Regions from separate parts of the Anser cygnoides genome. Here region 2 is linked to region 1. A link is a contact called in public Hi-C data. All regions are on one chromosome and are shown on one strand. The core of a region is the stretch at or near the end of the contact, and the rest is flanking DNA. Distances in the headings are between cores, read along the strand shown. Region 1 has its middle 18 kb from the start of VDAC2. Region 2 holds the start of LOC106033034 (dual specificity protein phosphatase 13B-like).

Evidence for each region. A called contact is a pair of places that touch in the nucleus more often than the background predicts.
Region 2: a contact with region 1 is called in a Hi-C map of liver, with 3 times the contacts expected there. The contact joins the promoter of LOC106033034 here to the enhancer-like site in region 1. A contact is called at or near these places in 5 of 7 Hi-C or Micro-C datasets (fetal liver, granulosa cells and liver).

Annotation. Positions count from the first base shown.
Region 1 is chr7:36,674,760-36,680,554 of Taihu_goose_T2T_genome, reverse strand. No RefSeq gene overlaps it. Among named protein-coding and RNA genes, the nearest start is that of VDAC2, 18 kb to the left of the region's middle. Within about 2 kb of position 3,559, at least 1 of the 3 cell types and tissues checked has open chromatin away from gene starts, as enhancers often do. A contact at or near this core is called in liver, where this site is marked.
Region 2 is chr7:36,738,338-36,744,132 of Taihu_goose_T2T_genome, reverse strand. It overlaps LOC106033034 (dual specificity protein phosphatase 13B-like), which reads right to left and starts at 3,248. Exons shown (of 5, transcript XM_013176341.3): 1 at 3,003-3,248; 2 at 2,747-2,891.

The DNA.
Region 1 (5,795 bases), core at 2,310-4,809:
GTTCCATGGGCAAGACTTTACTGCATTACTAGTTGGCCTGCTGATGTAGAGAATGCAGAAAGACGTGCTTGCCACATTGAGACATTTAAAAACTGTTCCTTGATGCTTTGCCCAACAGCGGGGGGAGAAAACTCACAAACACTCGTTTTGCTTATAATTGTGTGAAGTGAGACTTCTCTGCAACTGAATGTAATAGTGTCATGGTACAACAGCCTGCTTAGCCCAACTGCTTTGAAGGTTTCTGCTTAAAATAAATGAAATAAAGGCTTAATTTTAAATGGAAATGGAGGAAAACATAACCAATTTTGCTTTCCCATTGACTAATAAATCTTGGTAGATATGATCAGAAATGTGGACTAATAGAAAAACTTGTATTTTTTCCAGGGTGGCATCTCTTAAAATCACACTGTTAAGGTCAAGCATAAGTAGCTGTAGTTGCTTTTAATGTGGAATATTTTACATGCAGTCACAGTTCTTAATTTAAGAGTGAGGTTTTATTCTATTCAGGGAATTGCTTGGAGCCTGTTTCTTCGTCTCATAGCTGAGAAGAAGCTCTTTATAGTTGGTCTTGCAGCCTGTAGTTCACATACCTTTAAAAGGAAGGAGGCTAGGTTATGGTTGGGAATGTTTGTTTTGCAAACTGTTTGGTTTGTGCTAGGTTACTTAACTCCCCTAAACATCTGAGTGATTTACGTGAGATCTTGGTCCATCTTGTATTGTTGCCCTCATACTCATTCTTGAGTTAAGTACTATAGCGAACTGCCTGTGTCCAGGCTTTAGCTATGGAATAATTGAGTCACTTTCTTTGCAGAAGGTAGAACCAAGCTTACGCTGTCATCTCAGCATCTTGAGCAGGCTTGGTAGTGTCTTTGACCAGTTTTCTTACATGGAAAAGAGAAGGCTTCGCAGCATAGGTCACTAGACTTATGCTTCGGAGAACCTTTAGTGCCATTCTCACTTGAATACCCTTTCCTTGGGACACTTCTACCACTTGGTGATGGAAGAAGCAGCACGTAAGATGGAATTTGTTGCTCTGTTATTGCATGTAAATGTTTGAGCTGATACACTTCGAAGTATTTATACACAAGCTCTTCTTAAGCTAGAGATCGTGTGGCCAGACAATTGAGTTTTATTCCAGGTTCTCTTTTCAGTGTAACACAAAGCATCTGCAGGCTTCTCCCAGAAATAAAAAAAGGTGTGTGCCTGCATGCATCATCCAACTGTAGCACTTGGGCAAATAAAGGACTGTCTTTTGCTTATGAGCGATGCCTTGCATCCTTAAACCAACGATGGCTACGGTACTGTTGTTGCTCTGTTTTTTGGAGGGTTTTGATAAGGCTGTAGTGGTCTGACACTTGGTCTTTCAGGAACCAACTACCCTAGCCCTTTTTTCACTGTTCGCTCATCTCTATCCATTGTTCTTGAGGTTACGTAACAGCCAAATGAAACAAAAGCAGATCTTCCGAGTTTCTCTTTGCTTCTTCCTACAAATTAGGTATGGAAAGCCTGAACACATTTATTTTACTGTTTCCATGTGCATCACTTCACTGGTCGTTAGCCTAGAAACCTTAAGCAGTTCCCTTTGTTACAATGCTGATAGGCAATGGGAGAATTACAAGAGCTCTGCAGTAGTTAACTGTGAAAATGTTGAGCTTCCTAAAATATTGTCATAAATTGCTACCTTAAGTAAGAAAAAGAAGTTTGGTGTCTTATCTCTTGGCATCTCACAAGTAAGGCTTATAGAAATGGCTTTCAAACTTTCTTTTCAAGTATGTTACAGAAGCTAGTGGTGTAACTGGAGTTTTGTGGTAAGGAATGGTGGTAGTTTAAATAGCTTCACTTTATTAGAAAATGTGAAAAGCCTTAATGATAACTTTCAGTACTAGCCAGACTTTCCGCAGCTGTTGTTCTGAGCAAAATAAAGCACTTGAGATAGTGACCTGAAGATGGATGTGCATCTTGTTTGTGTGAACTATAGCATTGCATTCTTCCCTGGTACAGCTGGAATAGTGGTTGTCTGTGTGCACATTGCAAGGAGATGTAATCAACTTTGCTAAGTAAAACTCCTTGCATATGAAATTACATCCTCCCCACAACTTACTGAGTGACTCAAACGTTTATTCTTCCTATTTTGCAGAAATTTTCCAGGTTTTATCAACTAACATTGCACTCACAGATCAGCTTGGTGTAATATATTCTTAAATCTGCTTTTTGTGCACTACAGTCTTAAGAAACCAGGAAACTTGTTTGGAATTCCTTTGGGCGTGGAAGCCTTTCACACCCAAACACTGGGGCCTAGGTTTTTAACTTTCCCTTGGGTATTGCTGGAATAAAGCCAGGTAGCAACAGAGTGCGCATACTGCCCTCTAATGTCCTGTTCTGGCGCTTGGCTTGCTACTGGCAGTGCTCTGTGTGCTGGCACAGGGTGCTGTGTTTGAACCTACAGTGACTGCACTTTTACAGGAAGTAGAACTGAACAGATAAGACTGCAATGTGCAAATGATTCAACCCTGTTTACGTAAAAGGTCCTTGCTTCCTTATATCAGTCAGCGAAGACAGGAGCAATTCTATGCAAGGTAAGCCACTAATTGTTGATTAAAAAAAAAAACATCCTGGGTCTCACCTGTGGCAGCAGTGATTTAACAGCAGGTACAAATGCTTCCTGTGAACTACCAAAAAGGAAAACCCAAAGAAAAAATCTGGTTGGGTTCTTCTGTGGCATGAAAAGGCTGTATTTGTTGCAAGCTGTTCTAATGTGTTCGTCAGCCTCCCTTTGCCATGGAATATTTTTGTTCCTGATCTGGAATAGGAATAAAAACATAAAGCGCATCAGTTACTGTAGTGTGTGTGTGTTCGTTGTGTTGTAGTGATGTTTCCCTTATTACAAAGTTCCTGGGCCTGCCTTAGGGTTGTCAGTCTTTATACAGGTTCGGTAAAATGGAAAGCAAAAAACAACTAAATTCATTTTTTGTGAGCTTAGTGTGTAACTAGCTTTTGCTTTAGCTGTGAGTATGATACTAACACTCATATAAAAGAGGCAAAAATGTCATGCACAGCAATTTCTGGAAAAATAATATGCACTTCTAAAAAATACTGTTAGAATGTGGGGTGTTTCTTACAGATTCAGTAAGATCATCCAGATTTCTTATGTACACTCATATTTAACTTCTAGTGTTAGGAAAAGCACTGGCAGAGCTTTAAAGATGGCAAGCAATCAGACTTCGTCTCAGCTCCAGCTGTTTGACCTTTAGCATTTTCTGCTGAATTCAATTCTACCGAAATACTTGCAGTACAATTCCTGCCGGTTAACTGTAGCGCATACAGCAGAAATCTTTCAACAGTCCGTGGGTGTTGTGGGTTGTTCTTTGTCCTGGGTCTGTGGGGGAAGACCCTGATGCTGAAGTAAGGACTCTGCCTATTTAATTCCGCATTGTTGGTGACTCAGAGAATCTTTCATGTTTACTTAACCTCTGCCAGAAGCATTAAAATTTAAACAGCTATTACTAACTTTCATTAATCTTATCTGGTGTGCTTCATGGAGCTAGTCTGGGTGTGCTATGTGAGTCATGGGTACAAGTGCTCTATCTGAACCCCAGCCTGGTGTGGTGAGGAGAGTGGAAGGCGTAGCTCACAAGTAACTAATGGCATTTGTCCCTAGACATTTTATTTTATCCATGGTGGTGTTATTGAAAACACACCTTAACCAAATCTGTGTTAGGCATGCTTACATTTTTCATTTGAGAAATCAAAAGTTGTGCTGTGTTTAGGGCTTGGATGTTATCCAGGTAAGAATTTTGAGGAGGGGTACTTTTTTGGTAGGGATGAGATCAAGGAGTTTTCTCCTGCAGCAGTTGAAACAGCGTTGTCATAATTTACTGTCTGCTGTTCCCACAATCTCTTAAACGTCCCGGTAGGAGCTAGGAGGGGGTGGCTGTCCCCATAGCCCGGTCGGGACTACCCGGGCTGGGCAGGGGCCGTGCGCCACCAGGCTGGCCTGTGGGGCGGGTGTGCCACCTGGTGGCCACTGCTTTCCTTTCTGATCTCTCTGGGGAACGAAATAAAACCAGAGCTTCTTTATTTAATATTTCTCTCATACCTTTGATTAGCTCATTGACCGAATAGGGACATAATATTTGCCGTATGCCTAAGCCTGGTTCTTAGATAAAGAAACAGAGCTGGAGGGGAGGGAAACCTTAGGCCACAGCACCCAGCTGTCACCCGCACCCGCGTGTGTGCAAGCAGGACAGTGTGCGTTGACGCTTGTGGAGCCTTGGTCTGGCTCTCCAACACCAGCAGCCTGCAGCCACTGCCTGGGCTCATCCCCGCCCTAAAAACACGGGTTGAAGAGGCAGGTTATCTCCTTGTCTGGCAGCCTCAAAATGGCTCGAGGGCCCTCGGTTTCCACCAAGAAGATCTGGCTGCTCATGCCAACAGAAGGGCAGAGTGTGCCCTGTGTCAGAGGCCAGGAGGCAAAGGGGAGGAATTCGAAGCATTGCCTGACCTGGGGTTTTTCTGTATCAGGCAGCTGGTGGCACCAGGCCCCGCGGTGCGGCAGGACAGACTGTGGTGGCAATGCACCACAGGGACACACAGGTCGTTCGCAAAATCTCCCTACACCGTCTTTCTACAGTTAACTTAAGTCCCAATCAAGCAGGAACAGGGGAAAGAGCCAAGCAAATCCACGACCAGAGCCTGTCCTGTCATAAAGCACATGTATACTTTCATGAGGCAGCAGTCCCACACTAGGAAGCTGTCGCTGGTTGTTCCCCACTGCTGTGACGAACAATTGCACCGTGATCCCTGCCACACCGAGCGATCGGTTGAAAGCTGTCTCACAGGATATTCCAGTTAAGGGCGGAAGATGAGGTAGGTTTTGTCAGGGCTGTTTTGTTTACTTTCATGAACGTACAAAGTCCGTGTCTTGGACAAAACCAGAAGGCCAGCGTGCCCATGGGGCTGGGCCGTGACTGCGCAGCCAGCACTGCTGTCCCAGGGCTACCACTGCCTGCTGCTGGGGGCTGCCTCGCCTCACCCCTCTCCCCTTGGCTCTCATTAGTCTTCAGGCCTCATTCCCCAGCCCCAGTGCAGTGTGTCAAAACCCCTTCTCTAGGCGTTTTGAGCCCCTCTGCCCTGCCAGGACCACCTGCTGGGGTGGCTGCCTGGGCCTGAGCAGAGTCCCACTGACAGGGGCAGGGGTTGGGGTGGCTGTTCGCAGGCCCCTGGGTGAAGGCTGCAGGGTCTGTGGCGGCTCAGATGGCTGCCCTGGGAGGTAATCAGCAGCTGATGGTGGGCTGGAGGGCAGCAGAGGGATAAGCTGTTTTAGCATCATGATGATTTCTCAGATTTTTTTTATTATCTTTTTATTATTATTATTTTTCTGTGATGGTGTTGTGAAGGCCAAATTTACAGGTTTTGTGAATTTCTTTGTCTCTACCTTTTTGAGTGGATTTGGTGGGTTATGATCATGAGGATCACCTGGTGTGATTGCCACTTCTCTAATTTATCAGCATCTGCTTTTGAGAGTGAGTATGTGGATGCTGGTTGCACCTGGGGTGTTCAGCCAGTGGGGTCAGTTCTGCCTGGTTGTCTTTTTGGGGGTTTTGAGAGTCTTTCCTACTAGAAGACAGCACCAGGTAGGTGTGAGGCAATGTCTGGTGTTTTGGGAGCCAGTGTTTCATGAAATGTTTTTAAGTAAACTGTAGTTCACAAGCAACTTGTTAGGGTGCTGTTATTTAGCCTGGCTGCAGGTTTGCACTGCAGCCTTTGTAAAAGAAGGCTGATCTCTTCCTATGTTT
Region 2 (5,795 bases), core at 1,999-4,498, 64 kb before region 1:
TGGGTTTAGCTGTCTGTGAAACCAATAGAGGGGAAAAAAAGAAAATTATCTAAGACTTTTTTCTTATATGGGGGAAAGAGTTTTCAAAGGCAGAAGGGGGAGTCTATCAGGCTGTGCACCTAAGTACTATTTATGCCCTTGAATATGTTTCACTTACAGTGCTTAATTGGTCTGTGAAAAGCCATTGCCAGAAGAGGTAATTGACCATTTTTATAGCGGGGTCAATAAGAAAAACACTCAGTGCTATTTTTCTAAAAATTAAAAATAAAATAAAATTAAGAATTATGCAAAGAATATGTTTCAGGGCATAAGCCAGCCTCTCCAGAAACTATGCAAATTCAGTTGGTGAAAACAACAGCAGCCACAATGAAATGAGTTGTATATGAAGAACTGAGATCTCAGATGTGATATTATGCAGAAGGTAAAGAGACTGTACTAGATAAGTAACAGCTCAATGTGTTATCAAGGGTGCACTTCGATTTTGATGAATGTTAAAAGAACCTTTAGCCTTGAAAATAAAGAGGATAATTTCTCTCTAGGCAATGGCTGCTCATGAAAGTCATAAAATAAGAGCACTGGAGCCCTAATTTTATAGTGCTTTTTAAATGATTTTCAAATGGTCCAGCTGCTTTGTGCCACAATAACACGAGGCAGAGATATTTATGCCGGCGATAACAAGCATGCATCAGCCTGCCCGAGCTGCTCTCCACAGGCAGCCAGCATTAGGTGAAACACATATGGAAAACTGATACTTGCCAATGCGATTGATCACAATTACACCGTGGTTGGGGTGATCCTGGGAAGCTGCTTTTTCCAACAGACAGCTCGACTGTTTTTCTTGTTTGCGTCTCGCTTGTGGAGCACAGGATGTACGCAGCTGGTGATTCTGCTTCTATTTTGACACTTGAGAACCTGCCAGTTACATACGCCTCCTAGGCCATGCCGTCCTCGGTAGACACCTCTGCATGGGAAAGCTAACTCAGCCCTGGGTTGCACCACTGTTTTTATTGGTGGGAGTTTCACCGTGGATTGATTGTCCCCAGCACTGATGTTCCCAAGTTGCACTGTGTTCGTTTGTACAGAAATGTATGCACACTGCAAACAAACTCACTGCAAATGCTGCATAGTTCTGCTGAGAAGCTGGAGTTGTCACCTGCGGCTTTCCCCGGGTATTTTACTTCTGTGTCTCCAGGACTTCAGTCTATAACTGTTTTTCTAGGATCTGCCCTAAGATAAGAACTACCACAAGGTGGTGTAGCTTTGCTTGTTAATTTGCATTCATTTCAAAAATCTAATTAGCATTTTATCATTTCACTCCCCTTTCCTTTGTGAGAAAGTGACAGAAGACACGCTAATGGGAGAAGCTCTGAGCAAGCAGAGTAGGGTTGAAAGAGCAGTTTCTTTATGAAATATTCCTGTAAAATTAAGGAACTCAGCTCTTTATGTGTTCGCTAGCACTGAAGACACAGCACAGCTTGCTTAAAGAGAATTTTGGTGGGAACAGGGCATTCTGAGAAAAGAGCTAATTTATGGCAATCCGTTGCTGTAAATCTCAGGTCCATAAAGCTAAGACTGAGCTGGACAGAGGACATGGTGGCAGGAAGGTACCTCTGGGAAGTCCTTGGGAACTGAGCATCTATTGTCAGCAGGGTGGGAAAACTCTGTCCCCCATTTGGGTAACTTGTTGTCTGTGCTGGACTTCCACATTTTCCTCCCTTTTCATTTGTTGATCCCACTGCAACAAAACAGGTTACCATCATTTTAAGTCCAGGGTTATTCTTAAGAGCTTTAACTTCAAACATGGGATTGCTTTCTCTTGAAGTCAGGTTTTATGAGTCTTTGCAAACAGAGGGGACAGCAAATGGGGAGCATATTCTAGAGGTCTGTCTAGCACATTTGTTGCCTTCATTTAACCAAATGTTTGAGTAGTGACTGGAAAAACCCTCTGTCCTCTAAACAGAGGGGAAACATAGGTTTGATGCCAAAGCTTTAGGTCACATTCCTTTCATCTTTATCTCATATTCAGACTGGCTGTCTGACATTTCTTCCTGTCACTTTGATCTTCTATTTCATAAGAATTTACATAGGTGTATACCGTATGTATCTTAGTTCAATATCTAAGTCCTGCAGCTGTTTCAGGAACCTTCCGCTTGAAGTTCCTCAGTAATGGATAACTCCTTGGATAGCATTGCCCAGAGAAAGAAGATGGAAGATCATAAGGTTAAGGTAGCACAAAGGAGGCAGATCTGCTTTTTCCAAGAATACAGTGAACCAAAATTTTCCTGCAAAATAGAAATTAATACATGTTGTGCTGTTCCAGGCTGCAGAGAATAGTGCCATGGTCACAGATGGCATAAGCTGGTACTTCTGCCTTACTCACATCATCTCATTTCTTAGAGATCGAATTTACAGCAGCTGAGATAAAGTACCCTTCAGGGTATTACATTCATCTCTTTCATAAATCAAGAACCACTTTTTGTTACTAGAGATCTGAGTCCAGAAAAATAGGAAAACATATGGCATTAGGCTCTGTAAATGGCCAATTGGCATGTCTTTACAATAGCTGTTTGCGGATTTTTGGCTGCTTCTCAAACCAGAAAGTAACATTTTGTGTGTTTTGTATTCTGATGAATCAATACAGAAAAACTCAAATAACAACAACAACAACAGTGTTTTTTCAACTGAAAACTCAGTCCTTCTCCCCACCCACTAAAATACAGCATTGTTCCCATTTCTACTTGCTTACTTTTTTCTCTTCTGTTACAGAAGATACACTCCGGTCATTACAGTGGGCCATGTGTGATCCTTGACACTGACTTGGATGTAGTTTTGTGGGCCACTCCGTATCTTTCAGGATGCTGCTATCCTCCCTCTTACCATGGAGACAATATCTGTAGAAGTAGATAATTAGGCTTACCCAGTGGTTGAATGAAGTATAGTTAATGCTTCTAAAGTAATCTGTGATTGCTTAATGGAAGTGCTGTGTTAGAGCAGTGGCTTACCAGCATTTGGCCTTGTGAATGTACTCAGAGGTGGTATAGAAATGCGTGCCAAGGTGAAAGTCCTCTGCAGATATTCCATAACAATGACTTTCCTGGCCATGGAATGTTTGGTCCCCTTTGCTTCCGTATGCAAAATGTGCAGCATTCAGTACTCAAGGGACACCAAGTCTCCACAGGTCTTTCTTGCCTTGGGCTATGAAGCTGTGGAGAATCGTGTATGAAAGCTTGTGACAAAAAGCAGCGCAATATATCTTATTGCCTTGTAACGTCTTAGTCTGCAAGAGCTTAGGGCCTACCACACTTTGAGACTTGCATAGGAAACAGTGATGTAGTTAAAAGTAAAAGGTTGTGATTTCTGAATATACTCAAAATAGGTGTAGAAAAAATATAACTTCCTGTAAATTTAACAAGTATTGCAGGCTCCATTTGACTACAGTCATTGGGAGTTACTGGCCCAAACACCTTGCAAAAATTCACTTCATGAGGTAGCTCAGGTCCTCCTACAATTGGACTTGAAGTACAATGCTGAAATAACCCAGTCAGGTTTTAGTACAGCCTGTAACCCTTTTGCCCCAAACTGTGATTGTGTCATATTTCTTTGCTGGGGTGGTATTAATCTTGTTAATATGGCTATATTCCACTTGTTAAACCTGCCTATTTTAAATTCACTGTCAAGTTTAATTTTTGCAGGATGTTTTACATCTTGTGCCCTGAGTTGCTTATTGTGCAGCACTTATAAAAATATTTTACCTTTCAACCCAAAGGGTCTTGGCCTTGGCCTTTTGTATCAGCAGTGGCTGATAGCAGACAAATATTTAATAATCGGTTTGTTGACCACTTCAAAGTCCTCCAGGATGAAAGACATCATGTAAAGTCAGCCAAACCTGCTTTATTTATAGTATATATTATATAATGTTATCATGTGTAGTATATAATGAATTATATTTAACTCATTTAAAGAGACTGACCATCAAAATTCTGATAAAGTCATAAGGAAAAATGTCTTATAGAATACAGCTTTAATTCTAGATTTATCTTTAATTGCCTGGTAGCTCCTGAGGAGCTGCACATAACTGGTTCCACAGGAACAAGCAGTGACAGTTTATGGTACTGCTTTGGGTTATATGGCACGAGCTGTGGCACAAGTCCTGATGCTGGCACAGGTTTGCTCAATAACAGAAACAATCACTGTTTGTTGACTTCACTGTGTACTGGGTAAGTCCCTAAATGCAAATTCTCTCTCTCCCACACACTTCCACCTCAAGAAGATGCTATGAAACCTTATTCTGAGGTGCTGTTCATATTTGTTGAATTGATGTTGGTAGCATACAGAAAATTCCATTGATAGTACTTGATAAATTTCTAGTTTCAATGATTGCAGTCTTTCACTCTTTATATTTAACCTCCATATTATAGATCAGCTGTTGCATTAGCAAATCTCTTTGCATTTTTATTCATCTTGGCTGAAAGTTCATCTTTTACTTACTATATGTACACACTGCTATCTATACATTTTTTCCCACCATTCTTTTTTTTTAATACATAGAATGCATTTAGAAATACACATGGAAGGATAATATGTAACATATATCCCCATGGGCATTAAAAGGATGTCTTAAATCTGCACTTAGAAGAATGTCTAAAATCAAGTGATGGTGTTGAGACAAAAAAGTCCGTAATTTATTTTTTTTTAATTTCCAAGTATAGTCACAAGGTTTAACTGGAAAAGAGAAAGCAGGTTTCCCACTCTCACCACCAAGTCAGAAGTTCATGGAAGTAGATAGGATTTTCACAGCAGATTGAAGGTAGTGAAGGACCACTGGGCTTTTCTGTTCAGCTTTTTCACAGCTAAAAGATTCCTACTTTTAGCTGTAATCAATGGGCAATTAGTCAAAGGATCTTTAGTTCCTTCTGCTTCTCTCCTTTAGGAATTATTATAATTTTCAGTTATTTCAACATGCTTTCAACTTGCTGGTGGTGTAAAGAATGTGTTTTGACAAAAAAAACTGAACACTAGGCACATTCACTGCAGGTGACTGTGTGTTCCCTTCATGCTCCAGAGTGAAACAACCATCTGTACAAGTCTGAGAAATAAACAATGAAGTCTGGTGTCATTCAGGATGTTCAGACATTTTGTCAGAAATTTCAACTGAAAATCAGCTTATAATACAAACAGCAAATATTGGAGTACTTTATTATTATTATTTGAAAATTGCCATTCTAGTTAAAAATAAATTGAGAAAATGGAGAAAAAAAATCATGGTTCAATTTTAAGGCTACTCAGAATCATGATTCTGCCTTGTGGTCTACATGTTAAATGCTGCACCATTTAGAAAATTGTTTTTTCTTAATGATTTTAAAATAATACAAATTCATAAAGATAAATTTGGTCTCAATCCATTTTAGTCTGTTTTGAAGGTTCTTCTTTAATGGGCAGTCATTTTGCTTTCTTCTATGCTAATCTTACATCTATTTTAAGGCAACTAAATTTAACAATGCTGACTAAATAAAACAGTTGGTCAGCATATGTTAACAAGCACTACATTCCTCAGCCCTTCAGCCTCAAATAGCACTTATGTATTGCCCATGTGGAGCTTAGGCCACTCATCACACACGTGCTTCAATTCCACCTTGCAGCTGCTCAAAATACTTTGTGATTCCTGGGCAGAGGGAGTACAGCTCAAAGCGTTCCTGAGCGACTGGGTCTGACCACCTCCAGGCACCGGCCCCCCCGTTGGTGGCCACACACAGATTTAGGCAGTGGAGAGCCTGCTGCTGCAGAGCCAGCAGGGG